Regions from separate parts of the Mus musculus genome. Here region 1 is linked to region 2. Evidence: chromatin contacts called from public Micro-C data. All regions are on one chromosome and are shown on one strand. Each heading gives the region's core, a stretch centred on a gene start, on an enhancer-like site or on the middle of the called end of the contact. The rest is flanking DNA. Distances are from core to core; before and after follow the strand shown. Region 1 holds the start of Klhl40 (kelch-like 40). Region 2 holds the start of Nktr (natural killer tumor recognition sequence).

Evidence for each region. Hi-C and Micro-C count contacts between places; a contact is called where the count stands out from the background.
Region 1: a contact with region 2 is called in a Micro-C map of muscle stem cells, with 5 times the contacts expected there. The contact joins the promoter of Klhl40 here to the promoter of Nktr in region 2. A contact is called at or near these places in 1 of 39 promoter capture datasets (hippocampal neurons), 7 of 484 Hi-C or Micro-C datasets (B cells, cardiomyocytes, embryonic stem cells and 3 more), 13 of 115 datasets of contacts at active chromatin or transcription factors (CD8 T cells, embryonic stem cells, epiblast stem cells and 6 more) and 3 of 9 other capture datasets (adipose tissue, liver and pancreatic islet).

The regions. Positions count from the first base shown.
Region 1 is chr9:121,773,484-121,779,482 of GRCm38.p6, forward strand. It overlaps Klhl40 (kelch-like 40), which reads left to right and starts at 4,124. Exons shown (of 6, transcript NM_028202.3): 1 at 4,124-5,444. The coding sequence starts at 4,293.
Region 2 is chr9:121,715,695-121,721,485 of GRCm38.p6, forward strand. Nktr (natural killer tumor recognition sequence) reads left to right here and starts at 3,487. Exons shown (of 17, transcript NM_010918.2): 1 at 3,487-3,601; 2 at 3,765-3,851. The coding sequence starts at 3,794.

The DNA.
Region 1 (5,999 bases), core at 2,874-5,373, 58 kb after region 2:
AGAAGACAGCTTTGGTAAGATTTGTAGTGTGCGTGTGTGTGCAAATACTGGTGTGTTTGTGTCACAGTGTACCTGAGGTGGCCAGAAGACAGCTTTGGTAAGATTTGTAGTGTGTGTGTGTGTGGGGGGGGGCGGGGAGGTGCAAATGCTGGTGTGTTTTTGTCACAGTGTACCTGAGACGGCCAGAAGACAGCCGTAAGTTAACAGCTGTCAAGGCACAGATGGGTGTCAGCAAACTCACCTGCACTGTGTGTAACCTCACTACCACATGCATCAGAAATTTTTAACTTCCAAGACTGAACTTTCTAAACACAAATTCCACATCATTTCATCTCCAGAACCCTGGCCACTGTCTTTCTGCTCTGAGAACTAACAGTGCTCAGGAGCCTTATACAAATGAGGCTGCACAGTATTTATTTCATAGATGCCTTATTTCAGTGTCATCAAGGTTGATCCATGTTGTAGCAGATGTCAGAATTCCCTTCCTTTTAAAGAGCAAATAAGCCGGGTGTGGTGGCACATGCCTTTAATCCCAGCACTTGGGAGGCAGAGGCAGACAGATTTCTGATTTTCAAGGTTAGCTTGGTCTACAGAGTGAGTTCCAGGACAGCCAGGCTACACAGAGAAACCCTGTCTCAAAAAAACAAAACAAAACAAAACAAAACAAAACAAAACAAAACAAAAAAAGCAATAAAGGGCAAACAAAATTCCATACATATATATATATATAAGTTTATGTGTATATAAAATTATATAATTACACATATATAATTTTTATGTATATATAAAATTATATATATATAATTTTTTAATTTGGTGTGAATGTGTCCACTGCATGCATGAGGGATACAGTTGTTTTCTTGTCATGTGGTTCCAAGGAGCCAACTCTGGTCATCAGACACTTTTGTCCACTGAGCCATCTTGCCTCTTCTGATTTGTCTTAACTAATTTTAGGGGTTTTCAGCAATTTTTGCTTAGCTTACCTTTAGACCTGACTCTCTTTCTCCTCTCTGTCTCTCTCTCTCAGTCTCTCCATCTCTTCCTCTGCCTCTCTCTCTCTCTGCCTTTCTCTGTTTGTGTCTCTGTTTGTCTTTGTCTCTCTTTGTCTGTCTCTGTCTCTTTCAGTCTGTCTCTGTGTGTCTGTCTGTGTCTCTGCCTCTCTGTGTGTCTCTGTCTCTCTTCTCTCTGTCTCTGTCTCTGTCTCTCTGTCTCTGTCTCTCTCTCTGTCTCTCTCTCTGTCTCTCTGTCTCTGTCTCTCTGTCTCTCTCTGTCTCTGTCTCTGTCTCTCTGTCTCTCTGTCTCTGTCTCTGTCTCTCTGTCTCTCTCTGTCTGTCTCTCTCTGTCTGTCTCTCTCTCTGTCTCTCTCTCTCTCTCTCTGGGTTAGGATACAGTGCAGCTGTTGCCTCATGGGCCTGAGACCCTCTTTGTAACTGTAGACGTTCCTCATCGTAACACCTCATTGTTGCCTGGAAGGGGAGGGGTCTCGGCGTCTTCCCTGCAGTGGGGTTATTCTCTCACTTCTTTTTTCTTTTTTCTTTTTGGCTTTTTGGCTTCTTGGCTTATTTCGAGACACAGTTTCTCTGTGTAGCCCTGGCTGTCCTGGAACTCACTCTGTAGACCAAGCTGTCCTTGAACACAGAGATCCTCCTGGCTCTGCCTTCTAAGTGCTAGGATCATGGTGTGCGCCATGACTGCCGGGCTGTTCTCTCCCACTTACCAGGGCCACTCAGGAAGCTTTTTCCCTTGTTGGGGTATCTTCTCAGGTCTATAATTCCCACTTGCCTTTCCTGTATCACTTCTATTTCTTCAGTGAGATGTTTCTGCTCTGAGAAATTTAAGAGAACTTTTAATAGATTGAAACATTTTGTGATTGTAGCTTTCAAATCCTTTCCAGACTATTCTAGCATTTAATGCTCCTCGTGGTCTTTATGGTCTCTTATTGTAAGAAGTGGTCAGATTAAGCTTCTTGCTCGTGGTCTTTGTTAAATTGTTTTTTCCCCAGTCCGGGGACAAGTCCTTTGGTCTAAGCTCCCTCCAGTCTGGCCCTGGTCTGTTTTTGCGAACTCAAGTTCAAAGGACAGTACAACTGTCAGAGGCTGTGCAGACCCCTCTCATCCTACTCTACCAGTGTGGCCTGGGACTCAGCATTCCCCGGGCCAACCTCCTTGGTGCCTCTGAGTGGGAGAATGAGTGTCAGGCCCAGTGTGCAAGGTTAATACACCCCTTGGATGCTTGCTGTTGGTGGGGCTTCTATTTCATCAGCCTGAGCAGTCCCTGCGTGGACTTGTGAGGCATGTGGGATTACTTTATGACAGGAATGAGCCTTCCTGCACTGCCTTGTTGCTAGGTAGGGTCAGGAACAGGCAGGCCTGGGTTGTCTTCTACTGGAGGCAGGGGTGGACCAACTCCACTGTTCTGCTGTGTTGTCATCTGTCGCTGCCCCTGGCTCCCCTGTCTGTAGCTCTCAGGATCACCTGCTGTACCACAGAGGTTCGGATGTGCTGCTCTCCCTCCGAGATGCCCACCGCAACAGACGTAAGCTCCACAGGGCCAGTATTCACAACTGACTCAAACGCCACTAAACTCTGTGTTAGCTCTAGTACACAGTAGGCTCTGAGTGGATGAACAAGCCACATTTAAACATACTGCTGGGAATCCTGCTAGGGAACGAGCGCTGTAGAATCCGTCATAAACCCAAAATATGACATGAAGTCATCTGGCAGTTATGAATTAATTTCTAGTCGCTGTCTTCTGCTCAGGTCCTTGGAAAGTGAGGCTGTGATCACAGACATTTTTTTGTTCACTTGGGGAGAGGTCCCCATGACGTCAGAAGTGGGCACATCTGCTCTGGCTCATGCAGGTAGCAGTCGTGTGACCCAGCGAATTGCTGGCAATGTTTCCTAGAAATGTCCCACTGTCCAGAACTGACATGGAAACCCTCCCAGCTTGCCCCAAGCTAGCCCTTGACGTTGCAGAAAGGTGGGCAGCACACCTCTGGAGCCTGTCCAGCTATGTGCCCCTCTAGGACCGAGTGACCGTCACCACTTAGGAAGGACAGGCAATAATGTTTCTGGAATCATAGAAGGGACGTGTGACTCAGTCCTCTCCCCCTGCCCCTGCTCCCCACTAGGTATTTTCTCCTATCCCCCCACAAGCCCAAGGTTATAAACAAGTGACTCAGAGGCATGGTTGGGGAGCGCCCGTTATGCCTCCTACCAGTGTCCCGGGGCTAAATTTAACCCACAGCTGCAGCTTTTGGCACTTGGAGAATTCGTTATTCTTGGAGTCTGAAGCCAATGTGCAGATTTGGGGAGTGGAGGGGTGGACAGGAGTCCAGAGCAAGGTGGGGGCTGAGACTGGGTATCCTGGCTCAACTCCTCAAACCCTCAAATCACAGACAGACAGACAATGACAGGGGCCCCAAGGCCAGGTAGAAACATGGTAAACCTCAAATGGACCAAGGACAATGGGAGAGAGTCCCTGAAGTTCCACCATTTGGACACTACCATTCAGAACACTGCTAGAATATTAGAGATTTGAAGGTCTAAACACCCCCAAATAGTAGAACCCTAGGAAATTAATTTTCTAGCAGGCTTGACCCCTTTGAGCCTAACCTGGAGCATGCTACCCCAGGGTCTCTGGCCCTCAGCAGAGTTGAGCTGAGACCCTTGGATTCTAGCTCCTCTCCCTCCTTGAATGGGAGAGGAAACTGAGGCCCAACAGAGAAACAGCTACCCTTATTGACTTAAGGAGTTTGTTTAAAGGAAGGTCTCTGAGTTTGGGCAGAGGAAACTCCTTCCCATTTTAGGAGTGATTGCCAAGGAAAAAGACATGTTCACCAAGCAGGACACCCAAACATGCTATAACCAGGAGTGGCCACATGAGATACGGTCTGTGAGGAAGGCTGTGAGCACTCAGGCCTGGAAGACAGTGGAAAGGAGAGGGAGTTGAGCCCTCTTCATAGGCAGCAGCATTTCTAGACTAAGGAATCCAGAGGCAACTGGGTTCTGGGTCGAGAGACCTTCCAGTTCTGGAAAGGCCCAGACACACCCCACCCTCGCCCCATGAGCCCCCATAGCTGACTCAAGGCTGCTCAGAGAGAAAGCCTCTGCCCAGCTGTCCTCTGTGCGTCATGTGCAGGAGGCCAGCAGCTCCTCTTACAGGTTCTGGGCATCCTCTATATATAGCCCAGGGCAGACAGCTGCGCAGTCAGTGCACAGCCCCACAAGACAGCAGAGGTGTGCAGGGCTGCCCTCGATACACAGACTTGCTGAGTTCCAGGGAGCCGCACCATGACGCTGGGCTTGGAGCAGGCGGAGGAACAGCGTCTGTACCAGCAGACGCTCCTGCAAGACGGCCTCAAGGACATGCTGGACCACGGCAAGTTCCTAGACTGTGTAGTGCGCGTGGGTGAGCGCGAGTTCCCGTGCCACCGCCTGGTGCTAGCCGCCTGTAGCCCCTACTTCCGCGCGCGCTTCCTGGCTGAGCCAGATAGCGCGGGAGAGGTACGCCTGGAGGAGGTGTCGCCAGACGTAGTGTCCCAGGTGCTGCACTACCTGTACACATCAGAGATCGCGCTGGATGAGGCAAGCGTGCAAGACCTGTTTGCCGCGGCGCATCGATTCCAGATCCCGTCCATCTTCACCATCTGCGTGTCGTTTCTGCAGAAGCGCCTGTGCTTGGCCAATTGCCTGGCTGTCTTCCGCCTCGGCCTCCTGCTGGACTGCGCGCGTCTGGCTGTGGCCGCGCGCGACTTCATCTGCGCGCGCTTCCCGCTGGTGGCGCGGGACAACGACTTCCTGGGACTCTCGGCTGACGAGCTGATCGCCATCATCTCCAGCGACGGCCTCAACGTAGAGAAGGAGGAGGCAGTGTTTGAGGCTGTGATGCGCTGGGCCAGCAGCGGAGATGCTGAGGCGCAGGCGGAGCGCCAGCGCGCGCTGCCCACGGTCTTCGAGAGCGTTCGCTGCCGCCTGCTGCCTCGTGCTTTCCTGGAGACTCGCGTGGAGCGCCACCCACTTGTGCGCTCCCAGCCCGAGCTGTTGCGCAAGGTGCAGATGGTGAAGGATGCACATGAGGGCCGCCTCACTACACTGCGCAAGAAGAAGAAGGAAAAGGGTGAGCAGACAGCTCGGGCCAAGGAGGCCAACCAGGGCACAGAAGACACCAAGGCTGAGGACGATGAGGAACGAGTACTGCCCGGGATCCTCAATGACACTCTGCGCTTCGGCATGTTCCTTCAGGATCTCATCTTCATGATCAGCGAGGAAGGCGCCGTGGCTTACGACCCAGCCGCCAACGAGTGCTACTGTGCATCCCTGTCCACCCAGATCCCCAAGAACCATGTCAGTCTGGTGACCAAGGAGAACCAAGTCTTCGTGGCCGGTGGCCTCTTCTACAATGAGGACAACAAGGAGGACCCTATGAGTGCTTACTTCCTGCAGGTGCCTGGCCAGTCTTGAGAGGAAGGGACTGGTGCTGGGTTCTGGGTACTAGGAGGCAACTTAGGGCCTGGGAAGGGCCTGTGTCTACCTGGGACTGTCATTGGATCTAGGACCTTTGATTGGCAGCCACTTGCTTGAAGTGGGAAGAGTTACAGCCAGTTTCCAAAGAGTCTGGTATCTGTGTTAGGCTCAGTGTACAACAAGCTGGGGAGCTGGAGGCCCCCTGGCCCAGCACAGGGGTTGGGGGCAGAGACATGGAGAAGAATCATAAGCAGAGCTTTGACAGAAGTGCCAGGTCAGGGGTGGGAGACAGATTATTACACAGAAAGCACCTTGCCTTCTCGTTTCCAGGGAAGGAAACTGAGTCTCAGCAGGGTCTGGGAGACAGGCAAGCAGGCCCAGGTTGAGGATGTGACTGTGGGACCTCAGAGGGAGGGAGAATCTACAGCCTGGTCCCATGGTTTTGAGCCTTGTCGGCTGGGTGAAATCTGGAGATATGAAGGGGGGGGGGGGGAGGGAGTTAGTAACCCAGGCTGGCGATCCTGTGACAGAGCA
Region 2 (5,791 bases), core at 2,237-4,736:
CCAGTCCTGGAAACACACAAAGAACATGCAGCCTGAGCAGGTTGTGCTTAGCGGTGTATATTTATGTATAGATACATATAGACATGTAGACACGATGCATTTATCCCCCAAAATGAAACTAGTGTTTAAAGACTTACAGAAGTATTGTAATTCCTACAAACAATTTTCAGCTCTAGGAAGTAACATTTTCTTTCATTGATAACAGAATTTGTAAAAATGAAATAAAAACCTTTGACAGAAGACAGTCAAAAGCAATGAAAAGCCAGGGCCAAGACCATGAGAAAGTATTTGGTAGAGTATGTAACAAGAGTTATGTTCAGAACATGTATTTTCCTAATGAAACATTTATATCCTGATCTCTTCACATTTCATAGACCAGGGGCTGTATTTAAAAGGTGAACAAAATTCTGGTTGTGACAGAAAGGCCAAGACAGAAACAGTTGTCCCAACAGCACTGAATCCAAACCTACTAGGTTTGGTATTTATTTTTGTTTTTGTTTTTACTTCTTGCTTATTTTAAAACTTTGTGTATGCACTTTCATGAGTTTATGTGCACCATGTCTGTGCCTGGGAGGGCTAGAGCACTGCATCAGAATCTGGAGGTTAGAGGTGGTTGTGTGCCACTTGGTGTGGGTGCTAGAAACAATGTAAGTCCTTGTGATGGTTTGTATATCCTTGGACCAGGGAGTGGCACCATCTGAAGTTGTGGCCTTGTTGGAATAGGTGTGACCTGGTTGGAATGGGTGTGTCACTGTGGGTGTGGGTATAAGATCCTCACCCTAGCCGGGCGGTGGTGGCACACGCCTTTAATCCCAGCACTCGGGAGGCAGAGGCAGGCGGATTTCTGAGTTCGAGGCCAGCCGGGTCTACAGAGTGAGTTCCAGGACAGCCAGAGCTATACAGAGAAACCCTGTCTCGAAAAACAAAACAAAACAAAACAAAAACAACAACAAAAAAAAGATCCTCACCCTAGTTGCCTGGAAGTCAGTCTTCCACTAGCAGCCTTTGGATGAAGAAGTAGAACTCTCAGCTCTACCTGCACCATGCCTGCCTGGATACTGCCATGCACCCACTTTGATGATGATGGACTGAACTTCTGAATCTGTAAGCCAGCCCCAATTAAATGTTGTTTTATTAATACTTGCCTTGGTCATGGTGTCTGTTCACAGCAGTAAAACCCTAACTAATACAGTCCTCTGCAAGAACAGAAAGCACTCTTATTTTAAACACAGATTTGTGTTGGTACTATTTTTTTGAGTTACTTTATTGGGGTCTTAGATCTACTTCCCTTCCAACCCTTATTCCACCCTGATCTCTTCCAACTCCCCAACGCTAGGTAGGAAGGAAAGAAAGAGAGGAAATGAGGCACAGACCTCTTTAGATTATTTCCTGCTGACTGGGGATGTTGAGTTACTTGAGGCAAGTCCAATCTTCATGGTCAGGATATCTCCAATTTCTTCTCATCTCTTTGCTCACGAACACTTGGCAAAACTCCAGGAGAAGCAGCATTCCCAGAGCGCCCCACCTCATCTCAGGACTCTGGTTCATACCCTTGGAAGCATCCCTAGACTTCTGAATGTAAACTATCTACAGCTGGCAAAAGCATGCCCCTGCCAGTGCACTTGGCAAATCATAATCACCTGCTGTGGAGTAGTCTCTTATCCCACACCTGGGGTTAAATAAAGACATTCACACAATTATAACTGGGTTTTCTAAGAAACCAAAATTCTCACTATAGAGTCTCTCTTTGTGGTCTTTCCTGGAACTCTCTGTGTAGACAGACTGGCCTTTGAGTCACAAAGAGCAACCTGTCTTTGCCTACTAAGTGCTGGGTGCTGTGATTAAAGGTGCGTGCCACTATACCCATCGTAAGTGAGGACTCAACAGCTGAGCCATCTCTCCAAACACAGAGACAACATAGTAGAACCGATTTAAGCTTATCCCGGCTTATAAATAAATGAGTGGAGGGTAACTCCTAATGTACTCTTCTAACTGCTGTCCTGGCTACCTCCCTTGGGTGTACCCCAGATATGGACTGTTTTTTCTGGCTGTGTGCTCATCCTTTGCCTCCCCCCATGGGGGCTTCCTCTCTCCCATTCCTCCTTCTACACTTGGTCTCTCTTTTCTCCTTACTCTTCCCACCCAGGTAACTCAAAATCCACCTACCTCGAATCCCTCCAGTAATTGGCTGTAGCCAATTTTATTTAACCAACAGTTTTAAATTAAGGAACAAGGTACAAAAGCTTGGAAAGACGGTAAGTCACTCGTAGGTTTAGGTTTTTGGATATGGAATTTTGCTTTATGTAACAGACCCAACCTCAACACTGATTGTGATTAAAATTTTCTACAACAGCACATTTTTTAAAAAAGATTTATTTATTATATGTAAGTACACTGTAGCTGTCTTCAGACACTCCAGAAGAGGGCATCAGATTTCATTATGGATGGTTGTGAGCCACCATGTGGTTGCTGGGATTTGAACTCGGGACCTTCAGAAGAGCAGTCGGCGCTCTTAACCACTGAGCCATCTCGCCAGCCCCAACAGCACATTCTTATTGTGTACCTTTTGTTTTGAGACAGGATCTACCTAGCCCTGACTGGCCAGGAAGACAATATGTAGAACTGACTGACCTCAGACTGAGAGCCACCTACCTCTGCCTCTCGAGCCGCTGGGATTAAAGGCTGTGTATTATTGCTCACAGACTTTCCTTTTGTAAGGTTTTACTTTCTGTTTTGCCTGCATGTATGTCTGGGCACCATGTGCATGCTTGGTGTCCACGGAGGTCAGGGGAGCGCGATGGAAACCCTGAAACGAGATGGTTGTAAGCCACCATGCGGTTATTGAGCTGGGCTTTGAACCAGGTCCAATGCAAAAGCGGCCTCTAGACCATCTTAACTGCTAGACCATCGCTCCTGTCAACTGGTTTGGTTTCTTCACAGGTCTCAGGTATCTCAGGCTGACCTTGAACTTCTGAATCTCCTGCCTTTACCCACCAAGCGCTGGTGCGCAGGTGTAAACGCTACGGTTTGTGTTTTGCTTCGGGGTTTTGTTGTTGCCTTGATTTTTGTTTCCTTTCGTTGTATTTCTGAGAAAGCCTCAAGTGACCCAGGCTGGCCTCGAGCCGGCGGCCAGCCTCGTCTCACCCTGGCGGGCAAGGGAGGCACATCTGGCTCCATCTGGTCCTCGATTCTTTTAACGCGAGACAAACAGCGTGACCGCATCAACCACGAGAGAGAACAGGTCACCCGCCACGTCGGCCGGAAGCCTGGGATTCACCCTGCGTTCATCCACTGGCCACGCAATCAGAAATCTCGCGGTGCTGCATGAGTGAGCCGTGGTTGACAGCTCGCACACGTCTGCGCACTCGGGATTGGACAGGGGATCCTGAGGGGCGGGGCACGAGAGCCCTGGCGCGGACCGCCTACTCCGACCCCACACCCCGCTCGGCGGCGAGACGAACTCTCGCGACGCTTGCGTCCGGCCTCGCGAGCTCTGGCGTGGCGCTCGCCGGCTGGCCCTCACGGGGAAGAGGTGGCGTTCCGTTGGTGACGTTAGGCTCCGGCGGCGCCGGCAGGGCGTTCTCCGGAGCTGTGCGGCCAGGTGAGAAGCTCGACGGGAGCGCGGGTAGCCGCGGCTGGGGTGGGCGGGCGGGCGGGTGGGCAGGGTGGGGCGGCCTCTCGTCGGCCGCGTCCCTGTCAGGCGGGCCGGGCCCCGCCCCGCCCGGCCGCCCGCCTGCCCTCAGCGCCCTCCTCCCTGTCCGCAGCTCGCCGCCGTCCCGCTGCTGCGCTCGCGATGGGCGCCCAGGACCGGCCGCAGTGTCACTTCGACATCGAGATCAACCGGGAACCGGGTGAGCGGGGCGGGCCCCTCTGTGGGCCCGGGTCGGGGTGGAAGTGGACGCGGCGGAGCCGGAGCCGGAGCCGGGCGGGGGCGGGGCGGGGCGGGCTCGGCCGGCCAGAGCTGCGGAGCCGCCGCGGTCACGAGCCGGCCAGCTGCCCTCCGCTGTCCCTCGGGAGCCTTCCCGAGAATGTACTGGCTCCGGGAGACGTGGCTGGAGAGGAGAGACTGAAGGGCTTGTGCGGGTTCTGTAGCCCCGGGATTGCTCCTAGGCTGCGGCCGCGATGTTTGGTTTTTTTTTTTTTTTTTTTGGAAGTCCAGTGTGCAGCCATTCATTAATCCCGAGGCGTCGACGTCTCTGTGTGCAGAGAGGTGGCTGCTGCACACATCGGTGCGCACACATGTAAAGGTCGCGTGTGTATCGAGCAGGAACATGTGTACGGATGCGCGGTTCTCAACCGACAGGGATCTTAACTGGAGGTGTGTGGTGTGCGCCACGTCTTAGGTCGCAGTGGACTCGCAGGAGAGCTGCTTGTCCTGGGCTCTGGAAGGGCAGCAGTGACTAAAGCAGGGCTGCTGCTTCTTTTATGTTGACGTCCTGGGGGAAAGAGGCAGGAAGTGAAGGGGTAAAAACCGCATTCCCTCCAGTAGTGCTGTTTTAGTCAGGCGGTGAGCGAGAAAGGCCATCTTGAGAAGATGACATTTGAGTAGGTGCGAAGCCGAACCTGTGGAGGGACGCCTTTGAGAACTGTGCTTGGTAGTGGCAGCCAACGGTTAGCTTGGGTTCTGAGACAGCGCTTGTGTTTCTTGAGGGAAAGCGAAGGTCCCGGTCTGGCTGGAGTAGAGGGAACAGAATAAGGAAAACTCAGGCTCTAGGATAAAAGGAAGACGGTGACGGTTCTGAACAAAGGATTGGAGCGATCTTAAACGTTCTGTTTTTCTCATCTAACATTTCGACCCTGACTGTAGCTGCAGTTTATTTAGCATTTACCAAACTTACTCTGGAGATTTTTCACGGATTTTTTTTTTTTTTTTGCAAAACTAATGTATTAACATACTCAGAAAGTAATAGGAATATAACTGGGAAGTATTTTCCTCGAATAACCAAGGACCTGACTTTGATCCCCAACACCACAGATGGATGTCAGTCTTGAAAAGAATGTACTTAACATGGCTATACATCTTCGTTTAATGTCTTTTTTTTTTCAGGCGTCTTCTATTTTTAACCTTTTAAATTTTGTTTTGTTTTTGTATTTCAAGACAGGGTTTTTCTGTGTAGACCAGGCTGTCGTAGAACTCAAAGAGAACCGAGTGCTGGGATAAAAGGTGTCCACCACTATTGCCCCACTTATTTTTAAGAATCAGCCAGAAGCAGTGGGAGAGTGCTTGTCTGGGAAGAGTGCTTGCCTGTTGTATTGTTGGCTCCAAGTTCAATTTCCAGCGTCACAAATAAAAGTATCTGATTTAGATTTACTTTGATAAGCAGAGGTGATGCAGAAATCAAGATGTACTGTTAAGGATTAAGTATGTACTTTCAGTTACCATGAGTACAAATACAAAACAGATTTTCTTTTGAATTATAAAACTGTTGGATGACTGCAAATGCAGATTTAAAAGGGGGACAACCTTTACATTGTATAACAGGTTTCCTGTATGAATCCAGTAAATTGTTCCTATTGGAAGTCATTCTGTTGTTATCCTGTAATATTTGGTGGTTATTAAGGTTCTTAACATAGGCTCTAATTTCTTTGATTAATACAGGATTATTCATTCACATGTATGTTATTTAATTGATTTATTATTGGTGGTTTGTGGCTTTTAAGAAGCTGATGTATTTATTTATCTAACTTGTCAGGTTTATGTGCTAGGATTGTTTTCCTAGTATGTAGTGATAGCTGATCTTTCACCCCTGATGGAAAATATGTTGTTTATCGCTCTAATGGTAGCATGAAC